2 separate regions of the Gossypium hirsutum genome follow, and region 2 is linked to region 1. The links are chromatin contacts, called in public Hi-C maps. All regions are on one chromosome and are shown on one strand. Each heading gives the region's core, a stretch centred on a gene start, on an enhancer-like site or on the middle of the called end of the contact. The rest is flanking DNA. Distances are from core to core; before and after follow the strand shown.

What was found. Hi-C and Micro-C count contacts between places; a contact is called where the count stands out from the background.
Region 2: a Hi-C map of leaf shows a contact between it and region 1, with 5 times the contacts expected there. The contact joins the promoter of LOC121229605 here to the promoter of LOC107960357 in region 1. A contact is called at or near these places in 4 of 34 Hi-C or Micro-C datasets (all in leaf).

What each region holds. Positions count from the first base shown.
Region 1 is chrA05:101,905,703-101,908,815 of Gossypium_hirsutum_v2.1, forward strand. It overlaps LOC107960357 (probable calcium-binding protein CML46), which reads left to right and starts at 1,849. Exons shown (of 1, transcript XM_016896689.2): 1 at 1,849-2,727. The coding sequence starts at 2,137. The coding sequence ends at 2,673. It overlaps LOC107960356, which reads right to left and starts at 470. Exons shown (of 1, transcript XM_016896688.2): 1 at 1-470.
Region 2 is chrA05:102,036,568-102,039,701 of Gossypium_hirsutum_v2.1, forward strand. It overlaps LOC121229605, which reads right to left and starts at 1,764. Exons shown (of 2, transcript XM_041114302.1): 1 at 454-1,764; 2 at 1-126. The coding sequence starts at 708. LOC107949175 (polypyrimidine tract-binding protein homolog 1) reads right to left here. Exons shown (of 10, transcript XM_016883900.2): 9 at 2,624-2,736; 10 at 1,778-2,307. The coding sequence ends at 1,891.

The sequences.
Region 1 (3,113 bases), core at 599-3,098:
ACCCAATAAATCAATTTTTTCCTTCAGCCCTAAACTCCAAATCCAGAACAAACCCTCCTAATAAAAACTAAAAAAACAAAGGGAAATAACTGAATTATTTCCACCTCAACAAGATCAGGTGCTTCAATTCGTATCCAAATGATTAAATCCTTTTAAAAAAGAACACCAAAAAGTTGGGAAATTTTCAATCCTAAATTTAGATTTGAGATTGAATTATTAAAGAGCAAGAGAAGAAGTGGAACTGAATTAAATTAAGAGAGGCCGGCTACGGGAAGAGAGAGAAAGGGGACAAAGGAAGTCTCTTTATCACAAAAATTTCCTCAGCGAATATACAATGGTATAGTTGTTTTACACGTTTAAAGAAAAAAAATAAAAAATGGAAACTTTTTCTGGGCTTGTGATTATTAGCCTGGGCTTCAACTTTGCTTCTTCTCCTTCTTCTTATTCTTCTTTTTAATTTGAAAAAGTTGTTTTCAATCATGTGTTGATTATGGCCGAAAAAAGAAAATAATGTGTTGATGATTTTGTGGGTCATTTTTTGGGCTTTGTTCCATCTCTTTTTTCTTTATTTATTTTTATTAAGATATTGTTTTTTATAACTATATTTTAATAGAAATATATTTTTTATTAAAAATTTAAAATGAAAACTTTTTTCTTGGATTTTTATTATTTTTATTAAAATACAATTTTAGTATTTCATAAATATTTTATTTTATAATATATTATTTAAAATAAATATGATTTTGAGTTATTTTTTATAATGATCTAATTTTATCTTGTTAAAAGAAAATATTGTTATTTGGTTTTGGCACTTAATGTAAAAAGAAGTTTTTGTGGATGTGATCGGTTCAAGTTATAGCTTTTAAGTATAATTCCTAACGTCTATGATTATGTATGATAAAGTTGAGATCATGTTTGAATTCATGCTTCATATGATTTTATTATTTTTATCTTTTATTGTAGTGTATGTGTGTTTTTCTTTTTCATTTGCCTTATTTTGATTATACCTATACCTTTTAAGACTTGGATGGGATTTTTTAAATATCTGAAGGAAAGGTTGAAAAAAAAAACTTAAACTCAGTTAAGATGTATGTAAATATACCACCATGAGATTTTCTTAATTAATATTTTTAATCGAGTCCTTGAAATAAAAAGTTGAATCAATCACAAGCTATGCACCACAGAAATTGTCAAATATAGTATCTTACTCAACACCTTCTTCTACATTTAAAAATAAATCCACAACGTCTCTGAAAAGATCTTACGTAATTTTTTTCTTCTTCTTTTTGATAGGGTATTATTCAAGATTTTTTTAAAAAAATTTACTTTTACAATCGCCACGACATTGACCCTTAATTGTCTCTAGAAAAACATAGCCCAGAAAACAGAATTAACCATGGAAAACGTAAGGATAAAAAATAAAGTATCATTTGCACTCTGAATTTGACAATTTTTTTATTTCAGTTTTTGAAGTAAATAGTTGAGCCAATCACAAATTATATGCACGACATAGAATCCAAATTTAAAGGATCGAATTAAGAAATTTGTCATTTTTAAAAAATCATGTAGAGAAAATAAGGATCAAATTCAAGGAATAAATAAAACAGCCGCCTATGAACATCCAAGAAACTTCATTGTCCTAACTAAAAAAAGTCAAATTCAGAAATTGCAGTTAAACAAGACAGAAGGCAGCAGGTTCTAAGAAACAAAGCAGCGAAATGGAAAGCACATAAAGACAAAACAAAGGTAGGCCAACCAAGCGAAGGTCCAAGTTGACCAACTATTTCTAGCTTCTCCCATTATGCAGGATATTGGAAATTTCCTCTCTTTTACCAACCCCATTGGTTTACACTTTCATGCTTGAATATCTGAAAAGAAAAAAGACCCATTCTTTTCTTAATTTATTTCATGGTGGAGAATGGTCATGGGTCTGAACCGTACACGCAATTCCCCTTTTCAAATCAAAACCGCCTCTGAAAACTTAGCAGGGTTTTCCATGCCTTTAAAATACCCCACCCAAGACCTCACAATTCAATCAATTTCTTTTCTTTTCTTTTCTCTTCAATATCATTCTTTCAACATAGAAAAATAAACCCATATTCTTTTACCAATTACACAGCCAATCTACTTGTTTCAATGGAAACATCATCTGCAAACTCAAACTCCAATATGATACTGTTGTTCCATGGTTTTTCATGTTATAACACCGTTAAAAGTTATGTCTCAAGATATTGGTCGTTTTCCCCACAATCCCAGACTTCAGATTGGGACCTGAAGAACCAGAAATCTGGGTTTCCAAGCAAGGAAGTTTTATCTGGTGGTGAGAGGTTATGCAGAAAAGAAGTGGAGATTTTGATGGGGAACCTGGGGATTTTTTGCAGCCAAGAAAGTGAAGAACAGTTGAATGAATCATACGGTTGTGAGGAGATTTCAAGGTTGTTTGAACAAGAGCCAAGCTTGGAAGAAGTGAAGCAAGCTTTTGATGTTTTTGATGTGAATAAAGATGGGTTTATTGATGCAGAGGAATTGCAGAGAGTTCTATGTGTTTTGGGGTTGAAACAAGGTTTAAAGCTGGAAAACTGCAACAACATGATCAAAACCTTTGATGAAGATGGTGATGGCAGAATAGATTTTCAGGAATTTGTAAAATTCATGGAGAACAGCTTTTGCTGAATCAGTTTCTTTGTTCTTTTTTTTTAATCATTAAATATTACATATTATTTTATATATAGTTGATTTTGCTTTCCTTTTTTGGGTGTAAATGTGATTAGAAACTGAGAAACTAATAAACCTGAAAACTGGGAAGAAGTTTAGCTGATACTTTCTAATAAAAAAAATAGCTTGCAGTTACAGACATCAACAATTTTTCAATCAAATCAATGGAAATTATTTATTCAATTAATGCTTCTAGAATCCTAACTTGTGAAAAGTATGATGAAACGATATATGAACATTAGAGGAAGCTGTAGACAAGCTAAAAATCTCTTCTTGAACCAAACCAACTGTTTAGGAGGGCAATAGTATATCTACGACCAAAGGATTCAGGGTTGAGTTCAAGCCTGTGGTAGGTTAATGATAAAGTCTCAAGAACATCTGCCTTCTGCAACAGATGC
Region 2 (3,134 bases), core at 514-3,013, 130 kb after region 1:
AATTTCCTTCACATTATGCAGAAACTCTGTTGTTAGTTGTCCATCTTTTTTCAACTCAACAAAAGGAGGCTCCAAGGCAAAAGTTGGTCTACTCCCACCAGCTTCTTCCCAATACGAAGATCTAAACTGCAAATCCATCAAGAATCATAGTGCAAATAGAATGATGAGAAATTAGGAAACTGAGTAATTTCTCACATCTATTTCAATCCTCTCCAAAGAGGGGCAATAACCCAAAAAGGCAATTAGCGGTATGAACTCACACTCTTTTGCCAATGGACCAAACCAAGAAAAGACCTTAAGATTTTTGAAAATCTTCATCCATTTTTGTTTACCTAATGTTCTCTAGCAAGAAACTTTCCGTACCAAGAACAAAAAATGGATATGAGACTTCAATTAAACAATCAAAATCCATTTAAAACAAAGCAACAAATATTTACAGAGAAATAAATATACCTGAGAAAACCAAGAGTTCACACTGAGTTCCTTTACATGGACAAGATTTCTTAACCATGTTCTAATGGAAAATTCTTGCCCATATGGTCTATAACTCCATTGAAAAACGGTAGCTTCAACAATCGAAGGCAAAGAAGTGAAAGAAATCTTCATTAAATCTCCACAGAATTTAGAAGTTGACAAACTTGACACATCAATTTCTAGATTCAAATAATGGTCAACTATGCATCTATGTACTAGGTGCTTAAGCCTCATACTTTGACACCAAGAAACTTTAAAGTTACGTACTCTATGGCACCGGTCAATTGTGAAGCCTTCAAGAACAGGGAACTTAGAAACCAATGCCTTTAAAGTTTCATCGTCAATCGCATAATCAAAGAAGCAAAGGGTTTTGAGTGAAGCAAAAGGTAGATCACATGGTAGGTTTGGATTGAAAAGAAAACACTTCCAAGGAAACTTGTTCTAATGATCGGACATTATCATGGGAATAAAACATGTTAGGCAAAGTTCAAGCACTGCTGTGCATAAATGAGCTGAAACTGAAAGAATCTGAACCTGTCTTGAAATGGCAAACTCAATTCAGTGTTGAACATCAAGGTCATGCCGCAAGGGTCCAGTGGAAAACTGGAGGCTGAACTTAAGGAGTTTCGGAGCTTGGTGTTGGGCCCAAGTGTTGTGTATGAAAGTACATTCAGATGGAGTGGTGTGTTTGTAAGAACTATATGGAATGTGAATGACGGGGGTAAACGATCCATCTCTCGAATAAAATGCTGGTTTGAACTGAATGTTTGGTTGGCAACAAAGACAATTTTGTGGAGAATTGCATCTGGCAATGCACTCATCCAATCTAGTTCTTCTTCACACACGCTCATCAATACACAAAATGAGCTTTGACTTATGAAGTTTGCTGGAATTTTGAGATCTCAGGTGCCGCTATAATATGTTATACTTTAAATGGGAATTGGTGTTCGACTATTTTATAAATACTCTCAACGCATTACAACCACTTACTTTACCTACTCACTGTATATCAAAGTGTACCGTCCCACAATATATTTCCCTTTTCTTTCCTAAAATTCCCCATGTGAAGAGTTCATGAGAATTTATCTCTGGATTTTCAGACACAAATACTTGATGAAAAAGTGTCTGGATGATTGAAATTGCAAGCACCTTCATCATTTCTAAATCACAACTTCAATTTTAGCATGAAAGCATCTCTTGTACATTAATTTACCATTTCATTTTCAACGTTACCTCTTTTTTACATCAATGGCGGAGATGGTTTCCAAAACAAAACAAAAAAAACAACACACTTCCAATCCAATAAAAAAAATTTAATTTCAGTCATAACTTAAAGAGATTCAATTGGCGAATCTTTATATGAGGAATATAAGATAGACAAGGGATCATTTAATTTCATTATAGAATAGACACAGGTCATCGACTGTAATAAGGAGGCCGACCCAGCACCGCTGCGCCTCCTTGTCTAACATTAGCCCATGGCGGCTGCTGCTGCTGCTGCATGGGCATGGAAGATGCACCAGGTTGTGAAAGGGGTGATGAACCTGCAGGTCTTGCCGCATTAACGTATGTAGGGGCTGTCAACGATTGATATGTTTGACCAGGAACTGATCCATATGGCGGCCTAGCCTGAAAATTTGGATCCCAAGCAGGAACTTGTCCAGCAGGAGGTTGACCCTGTATTGCAGCTGAAGCCGAATAGTCAGTACCATGGTGCACCGGAACACCCTGAGGATTCTGCCAAGCATTTGGAGCAGCAGGCAATCCCGGAACTTGTGTTGCAAGCAAACTCGGGTCTGAGATTGTGTAATCTCTACTTTTATCACTGTATGCCTGCGGCAAAAGATGAACTCATCAGAATCATGTGACAACATTGCTATGACTCTTCATTTTTCTTTAAGTACCCATGTCACATTTTTGGATACGAATGTAGCGATCCTCCAGTGACCCTTTAAATATAGGGAAAAACTTATTAAAAAATTGAGCAGGTAACTGACGCTTATATCCAAATTCAAAAAACATAGTCAAGAAGCATACAATTTAAGGCCAAGATCCCCTTTTTTTCCCAATCAAGAACAGATTCCCTTTATCTTCTAATGAAGTCCTAAGTTATTTTTCCTACATTTACTCAAAAAGCACATATTTATACCTTTACATTGAGATCAGTATGACGAGAGTATGATAGATGAAGCTTACAATAGCCACCATCATATATGCAGTGTCCCTCTAAGGATTCTTTGGCAACTGCTGCGGTTGTAACATCTGGATATAATACATTCAACATCAGTAAAATCAATCAAAATACTCTCTAACGTAAAAACATGAATTACAAAAACAAGTAATTTGCAGGTCATTACATGTCTAATGGTCCCCAAGGCACATCCCATAGACTTGGACGCTCTCAAAGTTCAAATCTTTGAGATAAGGTGTGGAAAAAAGTATCCCACAATCATCAGAAAGAGAACAAATTTCAAATAAAACCGAACAAAGTGAAGCCAAGAGAATGGTATTATAGTTATTATATAATATAGACATCAATGCACTTTGCATGAAACTTTAAAAGAGAAGACATTAGATCTGATTTGCTTTTGCTTTTGCAAAGGTGCCGAAGATGCATTTTAACAAATTCTCTTCACAAAGAGTGATGAGGCACATAAACT